Linked DNA regions of Mus musculus: region 1 is linked to region 2. The links are chromatin contacts, called in public HiChIP or PLAC-seq maps. All regions are on one chromosome and are shown on one strand. Each heading gives the region's core, a stretch centred on a gene start, on an enhancer-like site or on the middle of the called end of the contact. The rest is flanking DNA. Distances are from core to core; before and after follow the strand shown.

The links. HiChIP or PLAC-seq counts read pairs in DNA pulled down with a chosen protein or histone mark.
Region 1: a contact with region 2 is called in an H3K27ac HiChIP or PLAC-seq map of embryonic stem cells, with 6 read pairs. The contact joins two enhancer-like sites. A contact is called at or near these places in 7 of 39 promoter capture datasets (embryonic stem cells, epiblast stem cells, fetal liver and 4 more) and 2 of 115 datasets of contacts at active chromatin or transcription factors (embryonic stem cells and microglia).

The regions. Positions count from the first base shown.
Region 1 is chr2:167,366,743-167,374,156 of GRCm38.p6, reverse strand. No RefSeq gene overlaps it. Among named protein-coding and RNA genes, the nearest start is that of B4galt5, 21 kb to the right of the region's middle. Within about 2 kb of position 5,601, at least 123 of the 459 cell types and tissues checked have an H3K27ac peak or open chromatin away from gene starts, as enhancers often do. A contact at or near this core is called in embryonic stem cells, where this site is marked.
Region 2 is chr2:167,260,092-167,267,390 of GRCm38.p6, reverse strand. No RefSeq gene overlaps it. Among named protein-coding and RNA genes, the nearest start is that of Ptgis, 23 kb to the right of the region's middle. Within about 2 kb of position 1,355, at least 7 of the 459 cell types and tissues checked have an H3K27ac peak or open chromatin away from gene starts, as enhancers often do. A contact at or near this core is called in embryonic stem cells, where this site is marked.

The DNA.
Region 1 (7,414 bases), core at 4,352-6,851, 100 kb before region 2:
ACCAAGTTCAAGTTCATAGACCACTGGATGCCAAACTGAGGTGCAGGAGTCTCGGTTCCAAAAATCCAGAACAGAAAACAACTCACATGAGGGGGGACTCTTCTAGAGCACAACTCTCTCACCTGGCAGGCTGCCTGTGCTCTGGTGGAGGGTTCCACACCCCTGCACAGTCCTAACACAGTGCTCTCAGCCTTCCTCACACTGCAACCCTTTGACACAGTTCCTCACATTGTGGTGACCCCCAACCATACAATTACTTAGTTGCTACTTCATAACTGTAATTTTGCTACTGTCATGAATCATAATGTAAATATCTGATAAGTAGGATATCTGATATGTGACCCTCCAAAGGGGTTGAGATCCGTAAGTTGAAAAAGACTGCCCTAATTGGACTTTCTACAGAAAGAGTCATGAGTCTTCATGAGGTTGTCATGTCCACGGGCACACAGCAGGAAGATCTGGGAGTCCTGGCTTAGGAGTTCAGGCTAGAGCCCTCCTCCCTCCATCACTGTCTCTGTGACCCACCTATAGGAATGCCCCGAGTCTATGATCTGATGTGTTAGGTGGTGGCCTACATAGAGCCAGGGACTATACAGCATCTCCCCAGATGGCCTCAAAGGGCACCGTGCCAGGTCCTTTTTTTCCTTTGGAGCCTGGCTGGCTCACACAGGCTGCGCTGTAAGCTCGTGGGCAGGAGGCCTCTCTGACCAGCAGTGTTGGGTTACCCCAGTGACATTCAATTGTTCCTAAGCAAGGAGGCCCATTTCTTGGCAGCTTGGGACCCTGGATTCCAGGAAGCCCTGTGTGACTCCTGCTTGCTTCCAGTTAGCCATGTGGGTCTCACTTTTCACAGCTTATGTAAGGAAGCTTACGTGCTCTTCCCTTTATCTTGCTGGAGCTCCGGAGCACCCAGAGTACATCCCTGGCCAGGGCGGGATAGGGGATGGAGGAGAAGGGGTGTGGCCCAGGAGCATGGCCAAGTGGGACCTCATCATCCTGAGGAGCTTTGTAACGGTAGCTGGGGGACACATGGACCAATGCTTGTATGGCAGGAGCCCCTCTGCATGCAGGTGTGGTGGGAGCTAGGGGGTCAAGAAGCAGACATGACAGGCTCTGGAGGTTCTGGGTTCGAATGCCTCTCTTACTTAGAGGCTATGTGACATGGGGTGATTTTATGAAGCTGTACCCCGCTTTCTGCATCTGTACTATAGAGGAACAGCAGCAGCAGCAGCAGGCTCTCCCAGGAAGGTTCTCCCAGGTTTTCTTGTATTAAAATAGTAACTACTAGGAGTAGGCATGTAGTTCAGTTGGTAGGGTGCCTGCCTAGCACGCCAACCCAGCACTATCTAAACTGGAGTGATGGCACATGACTGTAATCCCAGCGTGCAAGAAGCAGGGGCAAGAGAATCAGGCTTTTCACGTCATCCTCGGCCACACATGGACTTGGAGGCCAGCCTGGGCTACATAACACCCCCCTAAAACCAAACCAAAACAAAGTTAACAGTGCCTTTGTACAATATGATGGCACAGAACTGTAATCCAAACATGTGAGAAGCTGAGGCAGGAGGATTGCCCAAGTGTGAGTTCGGTGTGTGAGCCTACTTCAGTCCTCCCTTCAGAAAAAAAAAAGTAGCACAGTTTGAGTCCCCCCCAACCCCAAAATATGAAGTCTGAAGTCTACGACATCCACACACATCCAGTCCTCTGAATGAGAAAGTGTTCAACTGGCTGGGTCTGTAAATATTCCAAAGTCCCCAAATCTAAAAGTAGAACTACCACATACCGGTCTCAAGCATTTTGCAGGAGGCATACTGAAACCTGTGCTCCTCGAGAGGAGGGACCAAACATGTGCCCGGGGGGCAGCCTTCCTTCTAGCTCTCTAGTAGTTATTTTGAGACAGTTTTGGGTAGCCCAGGCTGGCCCCAAACTTACTCCACAGTAAGAAGGATGACCCTGAACTTCTGGTCAAACGCCTTGCATTTGCAATGCTGAAGTGACAGACTATAGCCTTGGTTTTCTTTGAGACAGGTTCTTGCCACATAGCCCTAGCTAGCCTCCAACTAGCGGCAACCCCTCTGCCTCTACTCCTGGATCCTGGGATTGTTCCTGGATGTCGCTATAGTTCTGTGGGAGACAAACAGAAAGGCATCTATATATCTTTCAATAGGGGATGGCTGGACAAATTATGGCCCATCTATACTATTCTTTTAAAGATTTATTATTTATTTATTTATTCATTATATGAGAGTACTCTGTAGCTGTCTTCTGACACACCAGAAGAGGGTGTCAGATCTCATTACAGATGGTTGTGAGCCACCATGTGGTTGCTGGGATCTGAACTCAGGACCTTCGGAAGAGCAGTCAATGCTCCGCTGAGCCATTTCTCCAGCCCTCATCTGTACTATTGATTCTGAGCAGTGATGTAAGAGATTGGGGCATGAGCCAACAAGATCAAGATGACTCAGTTAGAGGCTCCTGTCACCAAGCCTAATGACTCCCCAGGGTAAACAGAGAGAGCACTGTGACATGTATGCATGCAAACACACACACAAATGTAATATAAATAATTTAAAAAAGAAGATTAAGATAGCACTCTATGGTTTGATCTGGAAAGACTCCCAAACTAAAATGTTCTGGGCCAGGGAGAGGGGATCAAGTATCAGAAAAATACCTGGGACATGGAAATGAAGGCAAAGTGGTAAAATGCAAAGCGGACACTGGTCATCCACACACCTGGAAATGGGTAAGCCAAGGACGGCTGGGTCCCATGCTGCCAGGAGCCAGACGGCACCATTTACATCTAAATGCAAATCAATGAAAGTTACATAATTCATAATGCATTGAGCTCCTCGATGGTGGCCAGGGCAGCCAAGCTTCAAGCCTGGCCAGTGGGAGGAGATGGTGATTATTGTAGAGAAGAGTTTCCAGAAAGAAAGTATGTCTTCTGCAAGGTGACCGCCACATTAGAACTTCAGGGCCCTGCCCCGCCCCGCCCTTCCCTTCCCTTCCCTTCCCCTCCCTTCTTCCCTTCCCTTCCCTTCCCTTCCCTTCCCTTCCCTTCCCTTCCCTTCCCTTCCCTTCCCTTCGACAGAGTCTCTCTGTGTTGTGTGCCCTTGGTTGTCCTGAAAAACTCTATGAAGATCAGGCTGGCCTTGAACTCAGAGAGCTGCTGCCTCTGCCTCCTGAGAGCTGGAATTTAAGGTGTGCTCCACTGTACTCCGCTATCTCGGGCTAGCTTTAGCCTCCTACCCCCTGTCCACTGCATCTGAGGCCCACAGCGCAGCTCCTCAGCCGTCTTTCGTCCTCCCACTTAACATTACCACCAACATACTTGAAAGGTGTCTTAGTTTCTGTTTCCTTTCCTTTCCTTTCCTTTCCTTTCCTTTCCTTTCCTTTCCTTTCCTTTCCTTTCCTTTCCTTTCCTTTCCTTTCCCCTCCCCTCCCCTCCCCTCCCCTCCCCTCCCCTCCCCTCCCCTCCCCTCCCCTCTCCTCTCCTCTTTTTTTCTTTTTTTTCCGAGACAGGGTTTCTTTGTATAGTCCTGGCTGTCCTGGAACTCACTTTGTAGACCAGGCTGGCCTTGAACTCAGAAATCTGCCTGCCTCTGCTTCCTAAGTGCTGGGATCAAAGGCGTGCGCCACCACGCCCGGCTGTGTTTGTGTTTCTTATTTCTCTGTTAGCTATAAAAAACTTTATCAAACTGTTACCATGAGATATGGAGCTTGGGGTGACCTAAGTCTGGGTTCTTGGGTCAGGCTGTACATATTTGTCTCCAGAATAAATTCCTCTCATCTTTGAGGTAAGGTGTGTGTGTGTGTGTGTGTGTGTGTGTGCATGTGTGCATTCTCGGGGGGTATCTCTCTAGTATGTATCCCTGGCTGTTCTGGAACTCTATGTAGACCAGGCTGGCCTGGAACTCAGAAATCTACCTCCCTCTGTCTTCCAAGAGCTGAGATTGATAGTGTGCCCATTATGCCCACTTTCTTTTTTGTTTGTTTGGTTTTGGTTTTTCAGGACAGAGTTTCTCTGTGTAGCCCTGGCTGTCCTGGAACTTGCTTTGTAGACCAGGCTAGCCTTGAACTCCCACAGAGATCCATCTGCGTCTGCCTTCCCAGTGCTGGGGTCAAAGATGTGTGCACCACGGCTGGCTCAGCGTTTCTTTCTTTTCTTTCTTTCTTTCTTTCTTTTTTTTTTTTTAATTATTTCATTTTTTCTCACACAATATATTTTTGATCGTTTCCCCTCTTCCAACTCCTACTAGCTTCTCCTTATCTTCTTACTCACCCAACTTGATGTTCTTTTTTTCTACACACACACACACACACACACACACACACACACACACACAAGCAATTGAAAATCAAAAGAAACAAAAATACAATATATATCAAAATTTTAAAAAATCCACACACATACACACACACTACAACCAACCACTCCTGGACATGGGAGCTGCCCCGAAGTGTACTTGGCAATACCCAGTGAGTCTCCATGGGACAGAACTGACTTTCCCTTTGCCAGTGGGCATCCATTGCAAACAGCCTCTCCGTAAGAGGTGGAAAAATTCTAAGAGCTGGAGGTGATGGACAGACACCTCCAAGGAACACAGTGAGACCAATGCACATGTGATTTCACGAGACTGAGGCAGCAGGCACAGGGCCTCCACGGACTCAAGTCATGTCCCCAAAGCACTGGGGACAGAGCAGGGTGGGTTTCACCTCCAACCAGAGCTTTGTTGTGCATTGACCCTGTTAGAGCAGAATGTACAATCAGGTGACATTGAGCTATCAGTAAGGTAAGAAAGCTAAAATGAAGGCTGGAGAGATGGCTCAGGGGTTAAGAGCACTGACTGCTTTTCCAGAGGTCCTGAGTTCAATTCCCAGCAACCACATGGTGGCCCACAACCATTTGTAAGATCTGATCTCTTCCAGTGTGTCTGAAGACAACTACAGTATACTTACATAAAACAATGAATAAATCTAAAAGAAAGAAAGAAAGAGAGAAGGAAAGAAAGAAAGAGAGGAAGAAAGGAAGAAAGAAAGAAAACTAAAGCGAGCTGGACATGCCCATAATCCTGGCTCACGGGAAGATTGCAGCAAGGGCTACACGGTACCAGGTCAGCCAGGACCCAGCCAGGACTAGAGAGCAAGGTTCCATCTCAAAAGTAAAAAGAACTGATCATCCTGCCTCTACCTCCCAAGTGACTCGGTTACAACCGTGGGCTGCCACACATGATCGAGCAAGCCAACTATATCTTGACCCTTAAACTTTATTTTATTTTTTTAATTTTCAGAAGCTAAGTTCTCCAGGTAGCCCTTGATTTATGATCCTCCTGCCTAACACTTCCTGGGTGCTGGGATCACAGACATGCACCACCAAGCGCATTATGGGGTGCTAGGACCAAGTCCGGAACTTTCTACAGGCTAGGCAAGCAAGCCGCTAATTTCTTGATAAAGGGAAGTCAAACACACACACACACACACACACACACACACACACACACACACACACACACACACACGCCGGCCAGAGAGAGGAAGTCCCAGTTCCTGCCCGCATCTCACGCTGACTTGCTGTGCCCAGGAGTAGCATCACCTTGGGGCCTCCCCACTTCTCTACCTCTCATTGGCTCAGAGACTCAACGGCCCTCCCCTCCCCGGGGCTTGAATGTTCCTGTGAATCTCTTCATGTGCCCCGGAAACCCACAGAGCTTCTTCCAATCTGTTAAAGGAAGGATTCTGCAAGGACTAGGATCGAGGCACTTCTATGACCAGCCAGCAGAGATTCCATGCTCAGTATGTGGCCTAGGCTAAAGCACACCAAGTTACACTCAGACATTTTGGGCTAACCTCTGGTGTTTAGTGAGCACTCACTATAGCCTGGAGCCCCTTTGCTCAGATGTCCGCTTTGTAGTCCTCATCAGAGGTCAGAACAGTTAGAACCTCTCCAGGTGAAATCTCGAAGTTGCCAACAGGGTCCAGGAAACCCTGGGTCTTAACTGCTGTGTCTGAGCATCTGCTGTAAAAGTAAAGATGGCGCGTGGAGCAGAAGAAATCAAGGCTCTGCCGATCGCGAGGGGGGTTGACAGAGGCTGTGTGGGCCTCTTCTGCCTCTACCGGCCTCCCAGGAAATGGGAGAGGATTTCAATCAGACAGCGGACGGGCTGGTCCACGTGCGTCCCCCACCCCACCCCCGCTACCCCCACCACGTGGAGAAGTTCAAGTGGTCGGACCTGGTTCTTCCCTCTGCCTTCACACTGCTGTCTTCTTTGGAGTCCTGTGTCGTCAGTCCACCATATCCCTCGGCCCCACCCCCTCTTGGAGAGAAACTTCTGCCAGGGCGCACCTGTAGGGTGAGTGCGTGGGTGTGAGAGGTGGACGAGGAAGGGAGGTTTCTAGAGGAAATATTTCACAGAGAGAGAGAGAGAGAGAGAGAGAGAGAGAGAGAGAGAGAGAGAGAGAGAGAGAGAGAGAGAATGTGCGTGTGTGTGTGTGTGTGTGTGTGTGTGTGTGTGTGTGTGTGTGTGTGTGTGTGTAAGCACTACTCCTTTAGTGACCTAAAGGAAACCAGCGTGTGGTTATGCTGATAATGCCCAGCAGCGAAACCTCAGAGGATTGAATGGCAAGCCCTGGTTGGTTCCTGCAGACCCAGGCAGGATGCCTGAGTTCTCTCTTGAGGGCAATGGGGCACTATGGGAGAGTTTGGAGGGAAACGTGCGAATGCAATTTCCTGACATCCGATTTTGCTGTAATAAACACCGGCTTGATTGCCATGGCCTGTCCAGCCTGCTTTCTTCTATTTGTCTTTCTCTCTCTCTTACTTTCTTTCAGTTTTATTTCTTTTCTTTTCTTTCTTTCTTTCTTTCTTTCTTTCTTTTTTTTTTTTTTTTTTTTTGAGCCAGGGACACACTAGGCAAGTACCCCACCAGCTGAGCCACACCCCCAAGCCCAGGATTTGGATTTTATTCTGAATAAAGCTGAAGAGGAGTCACGGGGGTGAGGGGGTGGGGATGGGGGTGGGAGTGGGGGGGGGGGCCAGCACACTGAAGTCTTAGCAATCAGGGTAGGAGGCTGAGGCCCAGGGACTGTCTTCCCAGACAAGCAACGGCCATCTTAGACATCTTAGACAGCCCAGCTGTGCCTGCTTGCAAAGGATGTCCCATCTGGGCTGGTTGGCAGTTTGTGTCCTCTCATGGAAGTTTAGGAAGGGTCATGACAGCCACACTTAAAGTTCCCAGCCACTCCCTGCTACCTGCTGACAGCTCTGGACTAATTGCACATGGCCTCTCTGAAGGGCTGGAGTATATAGCCACAGAAGATGAAAGCTTAGGCCCACTGGGTTTAGGTGTGGCCTATTGTGTTTTTTTTTTTTCTTTTAAGGATTTATTTATTTTACTTATATGAATACACTGTAGCT
Region 2 (7,299 bases), core at 106-2,605:
AGCCAGATCTCATTACGGATGGTTGTGAGCCACCATGTGGTTGCTGGGATTTGAACTCTGGACCTTCGGAAGAGCAGTCGGATGCTCTTACCCACTGAGCCATCTCACCAGCCCTGTGGGAAATATTTTAAAAATCCAACTGACACGGTCGGGAGCTTGTGCCGGTAACTCTCTGCCCTGGCGGCCTGGTTGGCTATGCACTGGCGGCAAAGGCCGACCTGTTTTTATTTTGTGGAGACTCTGACTCAGAACTCCGAAATCTCTTCACCCAGCTCACTAGGTTCCCACTGGTGGATTACTGCCACGCCAACCCTGTGCTTCAAATCCCCCACAGCCTTTGTGGTGCATCTCAGGCAAACCCTCGCTTTGCTACTTTCTCTCTTAAACCCAGATGAGCCACTGTGTGAAGGAAAACACAACACAAACTTAGTTCAGAAACAACGGTAAATTAATCGCTGGGTGCAACAACTAAAATCCTAATCTTGTAAGCCTTATTAAATCTAAATCCTCGGGCTCGCATGATGGCTCAGTGGGTAAGAGCACTGACTGCTCTTCCAAAGGTACTGAGTTCAAATCCCAGCAACCACATGGAGGCTCACAACCATCTGTAATGAGATCTGGCGCCCTCTTCTGGTGTGTCTAAAAGACAGCTACAGTGTACTTATGTATAATAATAAATAAATCTTTAAAAAAAAAAATCTAAATCCTCCAGTGGTGAATCCTGACAGATCTGCCATTGAAACTGGGAGACACTTGTAACTACATCTTGTCCTCTTGTCCTCACGCTATCCCTGTCCAAAAAGATCTAACTCTCTCCTGCTTCCTCCGTCCAACCTGGAAGTCCCTCTTACTCACCCAGTGAATGGCTCTGTATTCATTAGGGAGTTGGTTCACAAGAAATCACTTGAGTGACTCACTCCTTGTCTGTAGTACCTCCCAGGAGAACAAACTTAACATCAAAATACAAACAACAACAGGCCCACCCACAACACTCTGTAGAGGAGGCTAGCCTCTAACTTAGAGGTCTGCCTGCCTCTCCCTCCCAAGTGCGTGGTTAAAAGTGTGCTGCCGAGCCGGGCGTGGTGGCGCACGCCTTTAGTCCCAGCACTTGGGAGGCAGAGGCAGGCGGATTTCTGAATTCGAGGCCAGCCTGGTCTACAAAGTGAGTTCCAGGACAGCCAGGGCTATACAGAGAAACCCTGTCTCGAAAAACCAAAAAAAAAAAAAAAAAAAAAAAGTGCCACAACTGTCTGGCCCTTCTTTGTTCTTGATAGACTCTATTTCCTAAAGGAAGCATGCATTGCCTTCCTGTGGCCGCCCACTGAGATCTGTAGGGGTCACCAGAGGTCAGAGGAGGCAGGAAATGGCAGCTGGAGGGTACTTTCTCTGCGTCCACCACTCAGGGCAGTGCTCCTCAGAGCAGCTGTCACTCTGTCACTCGGAGCTTGATGACTCTGCTGTCACACCCACTTCCTTCAAGCCTCAGGTAGGCCCTTATACCAACTACCTGTATCATCTGTATAAATGAAATATTTTGGGTCTAGGACAACAGTCTCCCGGCAGGTTTTTTGAATCAACTGTGTGTTTTCTCCACCACCACCACCCCCTCTTAAAAAAAAAAAAAAAAAAAAAAGAAAATCAAAACAGAGAGACAGAAACGTATCATTTTGTTCCCAAATACCTTTAAGGAAACCAAAACATATTTTAGATTCCACTCCTCCCCCAGGACCTGACCGCACTGGCAGTGGGGTGGCTCTGGGTGGCATGAACACCAAGGGAGGAGACACACTGTTTTTGCGAGTTGGGGACATTTTCTACTGACCTCTGACCTTTGGCCTTTCCCCCTCCCCCTGGATTGTGGGTTCTGTCTCTCTGTCTCTAAGCCTCTCGCTGCCCACACAGGCAGGAAGGAGAGTCCCCCGTAAGTATTTAGCTTCTCCAGAAGACGCCATCTTAGTCCTGCCTGCTTCCCTCTGCATCCCATTCTCTAGGCAGCACCAGTGGAGTAATTGGTGAAGGTCTGATGGTGTTGTGCTGAGTTTGGCCCCTCCTGTAATCTGTCACTCAAAGCCACCCTCAGTGGGTCTCTGTCTGCCCTCACCAGCACACCTGTATATGCATTGACAGCTGCCTCTTATGACCAGACACTGTGCCACACCCTGATCCCCAGCCCTCCCACACATACAAGAGGTCTGCCACCGAAGAGACTTCGTCATAGCTGAGGTTAACATCCATTGCTGAGTGGACAGGAGCTCTGTGTGTGTGTGTGTGTGTGTGTGTGTGTGTCTAGGCTCCCAGCTGCTCCCCTGTATGAGGTAATGATGTATGTGTCTTCACAGCAGTAAAACCCTAAGACACCCTGAGGAGGAGGGGTCAGTGGGTGAATGCGCTCACCATGTGAACGTGGGGACCTAAGTTCAGATCCCAGAACCTTCGAAAAAGCTGGGTGTGGCAGCACACATCTATAACCTCAGTGGGGGTGGGTAGGCCTAACTAAAACAGCCAGCCCTGAGCAATGGCTGCCTTCACCTGCACCTGTGTGGGGATATTGTCAGATGTCTCCACTGAGGGAAGACCCTGAGCAATATCCGAGAGAGAGAGAGAGAGAGAGAGAGAGAGAGAGAGAGAGAGAGAGAGAGCGCCATGCTGGAAAGCAGCAGAACTGAGACTTGAAGCCAGGCTTGTCTGAGACCAAGTTGTTCTTAACTGGGATATCAGCAGCGACTCAGCTGACAGAAATGTTGAGTGCTTCAGAATTCCTTGGGAATCCCTTGGGCGAAGCGGTGCAAATGGCAGGTCCCAGACACATGTGCCAATCAGCTCTGACAATCCTGCTGCATTGCCTGATGCTGCTGGTGTGTGGATCATACTTGGAAACAGGCTCTGGGGCCTCCATTGCTCTCTCTAAAGCCCCTCTTCCCACAAATGAGCCAGACCCTGGGTATGAAGCACCTCTCTCTAGTATGGAGAGTGCCTGGTTTCTGTTGACCGTGGGCATTTGCACTTGCTATGCTCCCTGTATGTAAGACCCTTGGGTCTCCTCTATTTTGCTGGAGGTTCCTGCAGACACCAGGCTGGGAGCTAGCATCCCCAATACAGTGTCAAATGGCAGGCTCATGGTACAAGCATGTTTGGCCGTCTCTGGGCCTCTGTTTCTCTTCCTTTTCTGAGGTCTGGCAGGGCTGGAGCTCACTATGCAGGCCAGGCTGACTCGGACTCACAGTGATCTTCCTGGCGCTGCCTCCCAGGAGCTGGGATTGAAGGCGTGAGCCTCCGCCGTGCCTGGCTTTCTCATTCCGCTTTTAAACCAGGAATTTAATCTTTTTATTTATTTATTTATTTTGCATCTTACTTATTTCCGTTTGTGTGCCTGTGCGCCTGTGTGTAGAGTTCAGAGGTGCACGTTCTCGTTGGAGGACACTGTGAGGAAATCAGCTCTCTCCCTCCATCATGTGGGTCCCAGCATGGAACGCAGACCATCCTGTTGGCCCCACACACATAGCTCGGCCTTCATGTATGTGGGCTCTTCAATATGCCACGGTAGCATGTGTCACCACGACTGGACATTTCTCCTGCAGGTTCCTAAGGATTTGACTAGACACAGGCTCCAGAAGCAGGGCGGGCCACTGTAGCCAGTCTGTGTCAGTCTGAGTCAGGTGCCTGGGGCATCCCCCTTGAAAGCTGGTCAGCACTTTGGCTTTAGGTCAGCCTTGGCTTAGGTCCCCGGCTGCATCCCTGGCAGGCACTGAGGTCTAATCATGCTGCTGAGAAGTTCCAGCCCAGTAAGCGCCTTAGCCACGCAGGCTTCACCAATCCTCCTCACATACCTTATCTCTACCCAGCCTCCAGCTGGGAAGTGTTATGATTCACTTCTGTAGTGATGCTCTGAGCACTGACCGGCACCACACCCTCACCAGGCCCTCCCCCTTCCAGAAAGAGGAGGGAAGGTCCCCATCAGCATCTCTTCCTGGAGGAGACAGAAACAGGCCCAAACAGGAATAGAACTTACTCTAGAGGCTCTGAGTTCCTACTGTGTGCAGGTCCCACAGCAGTAAGTTCCCCAGTGTGTGCAGGTCCCACAGCAGGAAGTTCCCAGTGTGTGCAGGTCCCACAGCAGGAAGTTCCCACTGTGTACAGGTCCCACAGCAGGAAGTTCCCACTGTATACAGGTCCCACAGCAGGAAGTTCCCAGTGTGTGCAGGTCCCACAACAGGAAGTTCCTACTGTGCGCAGGTCCCACAGCCGTGGGCAGGAGAACAGACAGGACCCAAGAAAGATTTATCCCCAAGAGGTTTCAGTCCTCTGGACTCACATCTTGTCAAAGGCAGAGGAGATGACTCTGAGTGAAACGCCTACAGGAGCTGGGCAGTGGTGGCACATGTCTTTAATCCCAGCACTTGGGAGGCAAAGACAGGCAGATTTCTGAGTTTGAGGCCAGCCTGGTCTACAGAGTGAGTTCCGGGACAGCCAGGACTACATTAAAAAAAAAAAAAAAAAAAGACCCTGTCTCAAAAAAAACAAAAACAAAAACAAAAAACAAAAACAAAACACCTACAGGAAAAGCATGAAGACTGAAGTCCAACTCCAAGCCAAGCGTGATGGTTTTAAGGGTGCCTGAGGCTTGCCAGCCAGCCTTGCCCATTGGCTGAGCTCCAGGCTGAGGCGACACCCTCTTTAAAAATAAGCAAGTAAGTATTTAAATAAATCACAGGTGGGCCGCACCCGAGGACCAGTGCCAGAGGTTGCCCTCTGCCCTCTGCCCTCCACACGCATGTGCACATCTGTGCATGTACACTCTCGTATGCACCCCAATAGGTGGCCACTGACAGTGTTGTCACCGATGCTGTCCCCATTCCAAGGCCCTTACGTGATTCTTCATTTGACAGTCACTGTAGCTCTCCAGTGGACAAAGACAAGGCATTTCATGGAGGCCCAGGTCAGGAGCGATAACAAGCGCTCACCTCCATTCCATCCACTAAAGCCATTTTATGGCCTACCTCAGTGGCAGCACACGTGGAAATAAACTGAGAATGACGTCACAGACTCAGGGAAACTCTCAGCAAACTCCATCTCAGGGCGAGTCAGTCTGCAGGGAGCAACAGAGGTGAAAGTAGACAATGTCTTTGGAGCCTTGGCGTTCAGTGTTCCTGAAACCAAGATTCGGCCCACAAGCTCTCTGGCATGAGCTGACAACGAGCTGCCATTTTGTTGGCCAATGAGGTCCTTTCCGAGTGACATGTGTCAGGGGAGAGGAGTGTAGACACCTCTGTGTCTTGTGTCATCACCAGCAACGGAAGCACAGGGAAAGATAGCTTTGTAGTCAGTCCCCTGAGCTAAGGCTGCCTTGGGCATGGCTGTGAGCTTCCGGGGCTCCCTGAGGCTGGCTCAGTGGCCCCTCCTCACCTTCATCTTCCTCCAGAGGGCTCCATTTATTTCCCTGTCACTAAGGTGGCGCCAGGCAGACACCATCTGGGAGTCTGGGAGTCTGGGAGAGGAAGGAGACCCACCAACAGTGGCTTGACTCCCCAGCACCCCAGGAAGCTGATCCTGTCTGAGTAAGCACAGCTAGTCTCTGATTCCTTGCAGCTGAGGGTCATGGCCATGGGTCAGCTAGATAGAGATCCAACAATGCCTTTTGAGAAATTTCCTCTGGACTAAGCTGCTGTCTGACTATCTGTACCCCACTACCTCCGGGCCCAGAGAGGTTAGGTCACTGACCCGGGACCTCACAGTTAGTGTCAGAGCTGAGATTTGAATTCAGATCCTTGGGCTCCAACCAATTCCTGTGTTAGTTTCTGCAGGGGATCTTTGGGGGCAGAACTGAATTTGGGGACTCTGCTACCCAAGTCCCCCCTCAGCAAAACTGTGTAAATAGGGCCTTCATTTCTGTGCTCAGAAGGGAACATTCCAGGGCTTATGAAGCTTGGGAAGTCTCCAGCTCCAGGCATATTTAGTTTGGTTAGCACTGTGTGTACGTGTTGGAAAAAATGCAATTTGGAAAACAGGCATCGCCCCTGGCCACAGTTTCTTTTTAAAACTACAGGGCTGGGCTGAGGGTTTGAAGGGAGCCAGTTCACCGCTGGTCATGGTAACAGGAGAGGCCCCAGCCTGGGTGAGGCCAGTCTGAGGCAGTTTCCTGTGCCCTGTCCTGAGGCCTCTTCTGGGCAGACCCAGACACTGGATCCTACAGGGAGGATGAGGTGTTCCGCCAGCCATTGTCTAAGAAGGGAAGGGTGACCAGGCTCCTGCTAACACCACAGACCCCATATGGCAGCTCTGTAGCCACCTCACCTGGGCCTCCCTGGGCTCCACTTTCCTCATCTATGAAATGGGCAAGCACTCTCCAGACCCTCTTCCTTGTTTGCTGTCCATTCAAGTTAATGGGCAGGGTGTGTGTGTGTGTGTGTGTGTGTGTGTGTGTGTGTGTGTGTGTGTGTGTGTGTGAGAGAGAGAGAGAGAGAGAGAGAGACAGAGACAGAGACAGAGACAGAGACAGAGACAGAGAGAGACAGAGAGAGGATCGATCAGCCAACCAAACTCTCTCTTGGAGGACTAAGCCCTCCAGATGAGCCTATGACAAGTGTTTGTGGGGGCAGGAGTGGTAGTTGGGGGTTGTCTTGCTCTGTTCCTCCCTGGGCTGGAGTGGCTGGTCCTGTCTCTTCTAAGTGCTCTGTCAGCTTTTCCTTCCAAGGAGACAATGCTGGTTTTTGCCCGTGTTTTCCCGCCACCAGGGTGACCTCCACTTTAAAGCTGCTGTCAGTCCGATGGCCTGGGTGGTGTAGACCTTGCTGAGGTCAGGGTCACCCAGCACTGGGCTGAGATGGCAAAACTTAGACCAGAAGCAGAACTGCCTCACCGTGAGAACTTGATTCCTGTTTCTGGGCCTCAGCTCACCCCAGCTAGAAGGTGGGGTGACTACCGGGATCAGGACTAGTAAGGAGGGTGTGGGGCTCTTTCCAAGATTATGAAGAAGTCCCACCCCATCCCCCACTCCCCCAGCCCACCCCTTCCCAGCCCACCACCCTTCTGTCAGGGTGGCAGCTGTTGTGTTATTGTTTTGGTTTTTGTGAAACATGGTCTGGCATTGTCCTGCCTGGCCTCAAACTTGCTATTTGGCTGAAGCTGACCTTGAACTCCAGAGCCTCCTGCCTCTGCCTCCTGAGTCTGGGGTAACAGGGGTAACTACACATGTGTTGCGGTAACTCTCCAACCCAAATAAGCCCAGGCAAAGAAAACACAACTCAGTTAATATGAATCCATGCTGTGCACCTAGATTGGGCGGTCTACCACTACACTGCC